Linked DNA regions of Zea mays: region 2 is linked to region 1. A link is a contact called in public Hi-C data. All regions are on one chromosome and are shown on one strand. The core of a region is the stretch at or near the end of the contact, and the rest is flanking DNA. Distances in the headings are between cores, read along the strand shown.

What was found. A called contact is a pair of places that touch in the nucleus more often than the background predicts.
Region 2: a contact with region 1 is called in a Hi-C map of leaf, with 2.5 times the contacts expected there. The contact joins the enhancer-like site here to the promoter of LOC100273539 in region 1. A contact is called at or near these places in 14 of 25 Hi-C or Micro-C datasets (bundle sheath, ear, endosperm and 5 more) and 1 of 3 datasets of contacts at active chromatin or transcription factors (leaf).

The regions. Positions count from the first base shown.
Region 1 is chr3:105,013,290-105,019,549 of Zm-B73-REFERENCE-NAM-5.0, reverse strand. LOC100273539 reads right to left here and starts at 2,373. Exons shown (of 15, transcript NM_001320083.1): 1 at 1,866-2,373; 2 at 1,538-1,743; 3 at 1,356-1,425; 4 at 1,098-1,153; 5 at 915-986; 6 at 736-830; 7 at 530-596; 8 at 298-427; 9 at 1-190. The coding sequence starts at 1,952. LOC103652066 reads right to left here. Exons shown (of 11, transcript NM_001368680.1): 3 at 5,913-5,978; 4 at 5,639-5,809; 5 at 4,909-5,079; 6 at 4,655-4,810; 7 at 4,405-4,551; 8 at 4,213-4,284; 9 at 3,630-4,100; 10 at 3,361-3,548; 11 at 2,856-3,284. The coding sequence ends at 3,248.
Region 2 is chr3:105,438,287-105,444,546 of Zm-B73-REFERENCE-NAM-5.0, reverse strand. No RefSeq gene overlaps it. Among protein-coding and RNA genes, the nearest start is that of LOC100276924, 60 kb to the left of the region's middle. Within about 2 kb of position 3,641, at least 17 of the 20 cell types and tissues checked have an H3K27ac peak or open chromatin away from gene starts, as enhancers often do. A contact at or near this core is called in bundle sheath, ear, endosperm and 3 more, where this site is marked.

The DNA.
Region 1 (6,260 bases), core at 1,124-3,623:
TAATGGAAGGGATTGGTCCAATTAAACTGTCAAACAATGAAATCAACTTGGAATAGTTTGGCTCTTCATCAAACTTCATGTTGACAACGGCCTCAAGAAACTCCTTGAAAGGTTGAGGACATATGCCGCAGAGGGCCTCAGGTGAGGTACTCATCTTTCTCTTGCACACCAAAAATGATTTATTATCACCCTGTAAACACAGGTCCCACAAAAAAATCAATGGTCAAACAAGACTACTCAAGAAAAAAATGGCTCCAAATGGAGAGAATAAGATTAAAAGATTATACAGTAAGATACCTGATATCCCTGCCATGGCAACCTGCCCCGGTGAAGGAATACTAGTGTATAGGCAAGTGACTCCAAATCATCTCTCCTGCTAGCGGTTCTTCCTAAATGTGCATGGACACTAGCATATCTGACTGTTCCTCTAGATTATGAAGGCAAGAGAGAAGTTTGGACATAGAACTAATGTCATAACTAGTAGACAGATATGAATATTATATGAAATATAGGAGACAAAGTGGCAAACCTAAAGGCATCAGGACGTTGATCATAACTAACATGCTGCCCATTAGCAGTATCTCTCCACTTTGTTGCTGGCAAGTGAAAATTAACAAAGAAGCTGTTAAGCTGATCAAAAGACCTAATGCTCTAGACCACCAGTAATCTAGCAGAAATAAGAAAGGGGGACAATTTCACAAAAAAATGCAAGTTAATTGGAACAGTCTTGTTTACCTAATCCAAGATCCACAAGATAAAGTTTCTTTTCATGAGGCGTTGAAGGCTGCCCCAGAAGAAAGTTCTCAGGTTTGACGTCTCCATGCACATATCTGAAAAGCAAATCACAGAAACATAAAAAAGGAGACTGATGAATTGAACATTAGCCATTAAGCATGCTTGAGATCTCCGCTTACCCTTTAGAATGCATGCTTTCCAAGATGGAAATGGACTCCATGGCAATGCAAGCCACCATTTCCGATGGCATGCTGGAAGTTTTGAGCACAAGTTATTATTACAAACAGAAAGGGGAGCAAAAAAAGGGTATGACAAAAAAAAATGGCAACCGCTGGGAGAGGTAATAGAGTTAAGGAACTCACGATTGGCCTAATGAATTCCATGAATCCCACAAACTAGGCCCCAGCATATCCATAATCTGGAGACAGAAAAGGAGTCAAATAAATTAGAAGTGATCCATCAGTAGCAAGAACCCCCAAAAAGATCCTCACTAAAATTCAGACCAGTCCCCCGTTCTCTCTATAAAGCGAGAGCACTGATCCCAGAAGAGTCAATTTCTCCATTAGCTAAACCCAGAAGGGTCATCCATTCGTCAAAGATTAGCAGGAGGAGAATGGTACCATGACATAGTAGTCACCCTGACGACCTTTATAATGCACCTTGGGCACGCCGTGTGTGCCTCCAAGAGCGCTGGTACATGATTAGAGGCAGCCACTTAGAACCACGGACACTAGTAATAACATAGTACTATCTGTTGGTGATAGTGGAAGATGAAAGACACAAACGATGAAGAGCCGCTTACGTGTAGATTTGCCATTCAGCTGGAGGGCCGTAGGTACAGCCCTTGCTGCTAGTGTGCTCAAACTTGATGGCAACCTCTTGGGCAGCGGACGCCGCGGAGCGTGCGGCGTGGGCGGCAGTCAGACGTCGGCCAAGAAAGACATGGCCGAAGCCACCTTTGCCAAGCTTCCTCTCGACCTTGTACTCGGGAGATCCTCCGACCTGGACCTGGAAGGCAAGGCAGTGGAGATCTGATTTGGGTGAGAATCCAGCCAGCAATCATCGGATTAGAGAGAATGAAAAGCGGACTGATGGAGTAGATAAAAACAAAGATGGGTTAAGATACGGACCGTGTCGGGGAAAGGCGCCGTGTTGGTGTCGTCGTCGTCGTTAGCGGCCGCGGCGTTGTCGGCGCTGATTCCGCCGCTATCGGCCATCCTGTTGCTCCGGTGGTGGTTGGTGCGCACGGGCCGCTTGTGTTTTGGCTATTATACTCTTCCAGCGGGGAACCGGGGTCGGAGTCAGGTTTGGGGTTTGGTCAAGACGTCGGGATACGAAGGTGGAGGGAGGTAGCCGGGGGTCATGGCGGCGGCGATCCCACACAGTCGCGGCGGAACATCGTCGAATCAATGGAATGGGCGTATGAACCCTATCTACTATCAGTCGATGCAGCGAATTGATCGATTCGATCTACAATAAGAATAGGCTTGAGAAGCAGCAGCAATATACTCAAAATCGTTGGGGGAGCGATACGGATTGGGGATTCCTAGCGCCGGCGGCTCCTCCCTCTGCGGCTCCGCCTGCCCCCGATGAGGAAGAGCAGAAGGCGAGGGCGAGGGGATGGATTGATCCGACGCGAGGCGAGGCGATGCCACCGTGGGGGGGGGCGGAGATGCGGATAGATGCGCCCTGCACAGCGCACAGCAACAGCGAGCGCTAGTAAAGGTTACTCTCATTCTCACCTTGCCAAGCCAAATCCAGCACTTTATAATCTGACAAAAAAAACAAAAAAAAAAGTAACAGCAGTTTAAGGGGCTGTTGGGTGCGTGGCCTAAGCCGCCACGGCGCGCCGTAGTTTTGCCGCCGCAGGTATGGCGGCCGATTCAGCCGCCGCGGCTTAGACGCGCCGCCGCACCAAACTGGCCCTAACTCCATTCATCTGGTGATCATCAGACATATGCAAAGCGGTCGAACTTGCCCTAACTCCATTCATCTGGTGATCATCAGACATATGCAAAGCGGTTTCTTCATCATTCGGCACATGGTTACAACAGCCAGCTGAGTCATTCATCATGCTGGTTATCATCAACTTGCCCAACACTGACAGAAACAGGGGGGAATATCAGGCAAACCATAAGCAACTCTTCAGTGCGTACATTTTACATCGTAAACAACCAGACCGACGGATATGTCGAACAAACAAACCAAAGAAGAAAAAGGAGCAACGCCTCACCAAACCTATACAGCACCAACAAAGATCATCAAACTGCCAAAAGAAAAGAAACAACAGCAATCACCACCGAATGACACGTCGTCAAAACAAAAGAAAAGAAAACACTAGCCGGAGATGTTAGACACAAAGTAGTTCATCCCTGCGACCACGAGATGTAGGCAGAAGAGGCTCTTCCGCTGATGCCATCTTCTCCAGGACAATGAGAGGTTCCTTCCCAGTCACCAGTCCTAATCCAAGTAAGGATCATCAAAGCCATATTCGGTCAATTCCTACATGCCTTCACATGTTGCGCGCCGAGCCGCTCCTAGGTAAAGTCCTGAGTAAAGATGCACGCAAATCTGGTCAATCACATACTACAGACTCTTCAACTCAAGGTAGCGAACTACTCCTACCTGCCAGGTGGGAGCTGCGAACTGCTGGCAGAACCGCTTGAACTACCAAAACGTCTTGCCCTGTTATCCTGCTCTTTCTCCAAGCGCACAGCTGCCAGCTCCTTCTCCATAGCAGCTAGCTCGCGCCTCGATTTCTTGGCATCTGACTCCATAGCTTTTGTCAAAGTATCTACTTTCTTTGCCAACATCTGTACAGCACATCACTTCATTACGAGGAAGCAATAGACAAATGAAGAGGACAGCGAGCCAGTCTCAAGGCTAGTCCTTACCTCAACTGCGTCGTCCTTGTCTTTCAGGCTCTGATCCTTTTCGTGGCACGCCTTCCTTAGAGAAATGACCTCCTTTTGCAACATATCATATAGAACACCTGACACCGAGTCCTCCGACTCAGCAGATGCAAACTCGTTACACTTCTCATCTGAGTTGTTTGAATCTTTATCTTCACTGGAATCGGTAGATACGTTCATACCATTCCCGTTTACATGGCCCTTATAGCGTTCAAGTGATCTACAGCCTCCGTCAAACGACTTGGACGCTCCTTTTGCATGGTTCACTAGAGTCGTTGTGGTAGACACTGGTGATCTCATCTGGAATGATGGGCGTTTTGACAGGAAGCCGTTGGCCTTAGACAAACCATCAGCACCACCAATAGACTGGCGGCGTGTGCCACTGACATTGGTTCTCGATGTAGACATTCTCAATCCTTCCTCGAGTACCTTAAGTCGTAGCTGGAACTTCTCCTGCATTAATTGATACAGGTCATAACGAAGAGACAGTGGAAAATACCTGGCAGGTTGAAATTAAGACTGGGTGAAAAGGTAGTCATGAGCAGCATGAAGAGCAAAGGTATACTTTCAGTTGAGCTTCTGATCTTGCAGCCCTTTCTGCAATAGCAAGTTTGTCCCGGAGTTGCTGCATTTCTCCCTGCAAAAAAAGACAATATTCAACAAATCAATAAAATTCACCGCTGAAGAACTTGTACAAATCTACCACGAGCAACTCGGTAGCAGCTTAAAACTAGAAGAAAAGATATATTTCACTTACTTGCAGAATCCTTCGCTCCTCGAGCCATCGTTTAACAGGCATTACTTTATCATCGCCATCTTTCCACTCATTTGCCACCACTACTGCAACCCTATTTGCTGAAACCTTTGCACGAGCTAGCTCACGATCAAGAGTTTTCATTTCCTCCTAAGAATAGGAAACGTTGTAAAACTTGCATTAGTCATGGTGCTCAAGTAGATATCCTAAAACGCATAATGCATTTCCAAGGACATCAGGATTCATGTATTACATTCATCTCCTGAACTTTCCGCTGGTAGTCTCTGACAGCATTTGCGGCTGCACCACCAGCAAGAACAGATTCTTCTAGCTCTCTGACAGTCTGCGTGAGCTTTTCAACCTCAGCAACTTTCTGGCGGTGCATTCTATCCAAGATTTTGTTCTCTTCCTGTTTGGTGCAACAGGAAAGCCTCATATACTGTTAGCTTATGGGCAAACAAGCTGGTAAAGTTACTAGTGTCAATGAATATCTCCACTGTCGCGTACCTGGCATATCTCAATCTGTTTCATCAACTCTTGGTTTTTGTTTTGCAGATCATCCACCAAGGAAGCTTTTGCCAGTGCCATCTGAACCGTCCTTTCCGCTTCAAGCAGAGCTGCTTCCTTAGACTTTGTAAGACGATCCAATGCCCTGTTGTCATCTTGTAATTTTGCAATCTGAGCAAGAAGACTAACACGTTAGCATTTTCGCAAGAAATGTGCATTCAATCATAATGAGGATACATAGGCAACAATTATCATGAAACGGACAGGTGGACATAAATACCAATGATAAAGGGCTTGTTTGGTTGTGACCTTGGCAAAGTTGTCTGGGCCAAGCAGCTCCCCAGGCCGTCGATTTCGAGCACCTGATGGAATGATCCATCTGCCCCACTGGCACTCCTAAGCCAGGTCACGAAACCAAACAAGCCCAAAATGTGCAGCCTATGCACCAATCCTATACCCTTAGCAAGTTGCAGAACAAGGTGTGCTGTACAGAACCTGTCAAGTGCTCAAGTGATAACTAGCAACATAGTAAAGCATACTAAGTGTCAAGAAAGAAATATAAAACAAGTAGGTATGTTCCAGAATCCTGTCATTTGTAGAGCTGGAATTCCTTTGGGGAATAATAAGAGCGTGGTAAGAGGCAATGAAAGAAAAAAAGATACATGATGTACATTGGTCGTGAGTGAAGAAAAGAGGAGCAAAGTGGCTTTGAGACGCTTGAATCAAGTACCTCTTGACGGGCCAGTTTCAGCTCAGCTTCCAGTGGTGCAAGGATGGCCTCAATAGGAGGCATGTCATCATCCTTCTGTGCCGCATGAACCCTTCGTAGTGTTGCCTCAGCTGCAAACTGTGCGGCAAGCGCTGCTTTTTTTTCGTCGTTGATTTTCTTTGCTTCAAGGTTCTGCAATCTTGCATATTATCAAAATCTGCTCTGCTCCTCCACAAGGAAAAAAAACAAAACAGGGAAATGGACAAGAGTGAAAAGGAAAGAGGTCCTCCATTACTTTGCTTTCAAGGAGAGACTCTGTGAGCTTCAGCTTCCCATCCACCTTTGCCAATTCTTCGGTAAGCTTACATTGATGCAGGAGGCGAAGTCAGAATTGTTTGTTGCAAAAATAAGTATTCGCGGGGATAGAGATGATGATAATGATGTATAGCCAGGAGTGTAGGTCACAGGCGAAATCAGTGAAATATTTGATTTTTTGTGCCCACCCCCTGCTATGGAAGCATAAGTAACTAGAGTGAAGGACTTGGTTTGTACACAACTCAGCGGAAGCAGATTTCAGTTTAACAGACAGGAGGCGGGACGCAGGACAGCTAGCTGGTTGTTGAAGACTGGCAGCAGAGTTACT
Region 2 (6,260 bases), core at 2,392-4,891, 420 kb before region 1:
CGGCCCATTTGGCCAACTCTTCCACACAACCCACCTTTCCCGCGCTCCAGCCATCTCACTGACACGTGGGGCCCGCTGCCCAGTCTCATATCACGTGCGCGGATCGCCTCACCGGGTTGCGGGTCACTGGACGGTGGCTCGGTTTGTCAGTCCTTTCCTAGCTTCGCGCAACTAAACCCGTCGCCCTCGCATGCCGTTGCGTGATCCACGCGTCAGCTCCGGAGTCCGTTGGGATGGGATCGCCTGTGCGGGCTTGGGATATAAATCTCCCCTTTTGTGTCCTTGGTAACTTGATTCAAGCCATACCCAAACGCCATTACCCTTGCCACCGCTGTTGCGTGAGGGAGCAGTGTAGGGAGTTTCCGCCACCGGGGATTTCATCCTCGCCGTGGCTCGAAGCTCAAACCCGTGGGCTTAAGTGTTGCACCGGGCCGCGGGGAAGACGTTGGTGACCTCATTGGGCGGGATTTGCGACCAGGGACCCCTGGATTTGTCACTGGAGCCATTGACTCGCGGTGGAGCCGCCCCTCGTCGTGGATAGTGCGACTGCGCGCCCGATTATCGGTAATAGTTGCTTGCCCGAACTCGTGTTCATCACCGCATTGTGTAGGATCCACTCGGTTGAAGTTTTAGGCACCGGAGCCATAGTGGAGCCTCTCTGGTAATGGCGCGGCCGTGGGGGAGACTGTTCGCGCCGCCGCGGATTGGCCGAGGGTAGAAGACAGGTGGGCACCGTCAGATCCTTGGGCAACCGTCCAGATTAGGATCCACATACCCTTCGCGCTAGATTAGATCCTGGCGCTTGATTTTGGATCAGGTGGAGCAGAGTGACTCCAGAATAATTAAATCTGCGCCATAGATCGCGGATTGGACGGTCTGTGCCGCATACCACTTCGCTGGTGACTCAGTCTAATCCGCGCCGTTCGTGCGTAATCCACTGGCCCACCTTGGCCGATACCCGTTCGGCTGGTTGTTTTGCTAAAGAGTCCCTGGAAATCTGCAAAATGAACCCGTCATCCAACCTAGTTATAAAGTAATTACAGAAAGGTCCTAATTTTTACAGAATTGACCCTGCACTTCTTAGAAATAGTGCGAGAAGGCCAGGACTTGAAGGAATTGAATAAATGAATATAGAAAATACTTTTCTAGTATAAAATTAAATCTAAAACTTGTTTAATTCCTGGAAAATTTATTTTAGCTCCTTTTAAGTCCATTCCAGTTCCTATAATTTTGTATTAATATTGTCTATCAACCAGTAACACTATTTAGCCATGAAACTTGAATTAAAATTGTTCATTTGATTAATCTATTCTAAGCACTAAATGATTTCGGAAATTCATAACTTAATAACCGTAGCTCCGAATTTAGTGGTTCTTGATCCCACGATCTCGTAGCTTCGCGTAGATCATTATTATTCAGTTTGTTCTTATGTTTGGTGTGATGTTAATTTTGCCTATACATGTTTGTCTGTATTGCTACGTTTAGCAGTGAGGTCACGAGTCACCGAAGAGCAAGTTGGTACCTGGAATCTCAAGTCTCAGGCAAGTTGTGCCCTTGACCACTTTTTACCCAATAATGTTCTTTAATATCATTTATTCATGCATAGGTTAATTTTGATGGGACCCAATAGGTTACCCTAGATTGTTTATCTCATTACCTTGTTTACCCCTGAATCACTTGGGTAGTTTGCTATTGCTTTACATGGATTTGGGATAATTATTTATCATATCTATGTTCCAGTTATTTTGTTATTCTATTTATGTTCATGTCAAGATCATTAATGTTAATTGGAACATAGAGCTTAACTTGAGAAACATGTGCCACCACAAGGGTTTATGGACGCCCTTGGCTGACTAACTAGGAAAGCTAGTGGAAGACTACCTTACCCGAAAGGGGCAAGGGCAGTAGGGGATTGCATGCAAGGAGGTTCTCAGGTTGATTTTGCTGTGATGGCGGTCAGACGGGGGATTCTTGCAAGTGCTCTTCCCATAAACTGTAGCGGGTTTTCGGAAGCTAGTGGAACTTTGTAAAGGCCTCGTAGTGGATCCCTAGCCATTCACCTCGGTAGTGTTTAAGGGTCTAGCTAACCCTGGCGACATGGGATACACGACTTGTGGGTAAAGGGTACAACCTCTGCAGAGTGTAAAACCGGTATACTAACTGAGCTCACGGTCATGAGCAGCTCAGGACTCTCTGATGATTAATTTATGGAACCTAAGTTCAATTGGTCATATGCATTGCATCGCAGGTGATGTTGTTACTTTTGTTCTATTACTTAATTGGGTTGGTATTTACTTATACTTAGTAATTGCTAATAAAATTTTGATCAACTCTAAAAGCAATGCTCAGCTTCAACCATCCTCTTTGGTAAGCCTTACACTTTGTGAGCTCCCACCTTTGGCGAGTTCATGCACATTATTCCCCACAACTTGTTGAGCGATGAACGTATGTGAGCTCACTCTTGCTGTCTCACACCCCCCCACAGGTCAAGAACAGGTACCCCAAGATGAGGTGCATGGAGGATGCTGCGATGTGCTCGTGAGTAGTCTAGGTCGTCGTCTCCCAGTCAACTTTGGGTTGCTGGACCGTTGTCTCCTTATAATGTAATTATTTATTTATTTTGTATAGAATTCCTGTTATGTAGTAAAGATGTGACATTCGATCCTGTGCCATGATTCATCATATGTGTGAGACTTGGTTCCAGCACACCTGGTGATTATGTTCGCGCTCGGGTCTTGGTGCCCCAAAATCCGGGTGTGACAGGATTAGATCGCATCTGACCCAATTCGGTATCACACAGCGCCCGCCCGATCCGAAACCCACGGGCCGGATTTAAAATAGCTATGACGCAATCTGGATCGTCCATCACTGATTCCACGGTTTAGGCGAACAGGAGAGTATGCCATCACATCCCGGTCGTCCGACCAAGATCGGATAGTGGGTCGCGAATCTTCCCCCGCGCGCCCAATCGGTATGACGGCGCGGGAGGCCGGCGCGGTGGCGCCATGGCCGGTGCCCACCAGGTGGGTGATTCCCTGGTTCCAACTTTGAAATAATAGGTGTTATACAAAGCAGGGATGAAAGCGGAACGATGGGGGCGGTACTCATGAAGGATTGCGCGATTCAGGACTCACACCACAGGAAGAGGTTGTCCGCGGCGGCCCTGCGCTCCGTTGGGCGATTCACCGGACCTAGGTTGGAAATTCCGCGTGGTGAGGGCACAACCAGATTTCCCCCGACCTAAAGAAGCCCCCGTCACTACACCCTCGGCACGGTGGATGGCGAATCAAGGTTTTCCCTCCCGCGACGGTGCTCACTTCTCTCCCTCTGCAATGGTGGCGGTGGCTTGGCGCTACGCATCAGGGGCCAGAGGGTGTGGGGTCTCGAGTATTTGTAGCCCAAGGACGGGTTGCGGGATGAACCAACAGCGCCAGGGGCCTTGAACGGCCACCACGAGCGCGCAGGCGGCATCCCAAGCGAGTAAATCGGCCCTGGTGTAACGACCAGGGGAGGAAGAACGACCCAGCTAGTGAGGGACTGGAGAGCGAGCCGAACTTGTCGACGCCCCCACTCCCGGTTGGCAAACGGGCCCGCGTGGCAGTGGCAAAAGGGCACGGATGATGCGCGCACGAGGGGCTGATGACGAGGGGCCCGCGCGCCAGAGTCGGCGGCGGCCGCGCGGTCAGGCATTGATGGGCCGAAGTGGGCCGAGGAGAAGTGAAGATGGCCCAAGAGCGGTTTATCCTTTTCCTTTTTATTTTACTTCCTTTCACATTTTCAAATTTCTATTTCAAGTTCAAACCTATTGAAACTTTCTGTTTTGAATTTCCAATTCCCCTTTTCAAATATAAACTTGATGTGAATATATGTTTTATAATATTATTATTTATTTTTTCTCTATTGTTTATTTGTGAAAAGGTCTTAAATGACTCCATTAAAATTTCCTTTCTCAATTTCTATTTTATGTTTTCATTTAAAATTTTAAGGTCAAGCTTATGTTTTCCATAAAATGCATAACCACAACATCATTAGCAAGAGATCACCCTCCCTTCATCTATTTATTGGTCACTTAATTAATTTAGTACTCTCAATTGATTTTGAAGAGGAAAGGTCCCAATGGATTCCAAACTAAATTTAAATTAAAGTTTGAACTTCAAATTCCCAAATATTAAACACAACTATCACTTAAGTAGTACTTCAAATTCTTAAAATTTATTTATTTACTATTTATTCTCCTTCCCATTATTTGCCTCTAGATTTTATGATAAAACACATGAAACAATATCTTGTTTGGGAAAATATCTTCTAATGTAAACTACACCAAGATATGTTTGAATCTTTTAGAGAATACTTTTAATTCGATAGTGAGATAACCAAGATATGTTTGAATCTTTTAGAGAATACTTTTAATTCGATAGTGAGATAACTAACTTCATATGGTTACCTTTTAGCTAACTCTTTATTAAGAGGGATATTTTTTAGGGAATATGACTTCAAAAGTTTTTTAAAAAAATTCCAACACAAAATCTTTAAAAAAATTATCTAATTCTCACAATGAGAAAGATATTTTAATGTGAGAGATTTTGAGGTGTTACAGTCTGATATCCGTCAATATTATATATGCAATAATTTTATCGAATACATCTGACTTTTATCTGAATAAATATCCGACCGTTAAATATATAGTAAAATATATTCGATTGGATACATCCGACTTTTATCCGAATAAATATCCAAACGTTAAATATAGTAAAAAATATTCGGTCGTTAAAAATAGTGAGCACGTGGGCTGAAATAAAAAATTTTGTGGACAGCCCACTCTAGCCCAAGTTCTTAAATTGTCGTCCTGGTCAGGCCTTCCGTTTAGCACTTTGGTTTCAGTAGGGCATGGCATGTTTTATACAGGTGACTTGGTGTTTCTTGCTGTAGACTAGGCGAGGTGGGATTAACGAGCTACTGCTGCGCTGCGCCTGTGTTGTTTCATGCCGGTGCGCGCGTTGGCGCGGTGGCCGTACTCGCCGCCACTAGTGTGTGGACATTTTAAAATCGAAACCGAATCTAAACCCAAACTGAATCTGAATAGACCGAATTATTGGTCTATTCGGGTTTTGAGATTTGATTCGGTTCCTATAAATACTATATTTCGAGGTATGAGTTCGATTCCTAACTTTTAAAATCCGAATAGACCTAATAATCCGAAATATAAAAAAACTCTTAATATATGATGGTATTACTATATGATTTGTGAACTTATTAGGTAAAAATTAGGATATCATCTTAACGATAGTATATATATTCCAATATGCTATTTTTTATAGTCACTTGTTGTAATAATAGTATTTTCAATTAAATTATTAATTGTATATATCTTAACAAAAGATAATAGTATCTCTATTGTTCGAGTCTATTCGGTAGACTGAATAGACCGAACCGAAATTGTGGATCTATTTGGATTCGGTTCCTAAAATTATTCTGAAAATTTCGGTTCTCATTTTTCATAACACGAAATTTCAAAAATCTCAATGACCGAACCGAATTACCCTAATAGACCGAATGCCCAGCCCTACTCGCCACTGGTCCACTGGGTTGTGCCGTTGCCCAGCTTCTTCTACAGACTGCAAGCAAGCCGCGTGCGCGTGATATATATATATATATATATATATATATATATATATATATATATATATATATATATATATATATATATATATATATATATATATATATATATATATATATATATATATATATAGAGAGAGAGAGAGAGAGAGAGAGAGGTTGTTGGTAATGGAAGCCCAGGGCTTCCGATAGGCGCGGGAAGCCCAACCAGCTTAGCGGATATGCGTGGGATCGGGATGGGTCGATCGGAACGCGCGTGGGCACACTTATGCATGTGTAAATATTTGTTTTGTTTTGCATAAATAGAAGGTGCGCACGTGGTGGGCCAGCGACGTGTTCCCCGCATATCGAGTTGTTAGTTCGTAACAGTGTTTACGCTAGTATATTTACTGGTTCTAATTTGCATAACATGAGATAGGCAACAAATACTTCGGTGGTTCATTCATGGGTCCACATCATGGTCGTGATTAGCGCGCCCACGATACTGGAATGTAGCAGATACGCCCACAATGCTGGCCGTGATTAGCGCGCCCACGACGCTTGCGACTTCATTTTGCTATGGGCGTAGAAAAAAGATGTTTTCAAAGTAGATAGACGGTAGAATCCAACTTTTTGCAAGGGGGTTGTTGCAACTGTTGGAA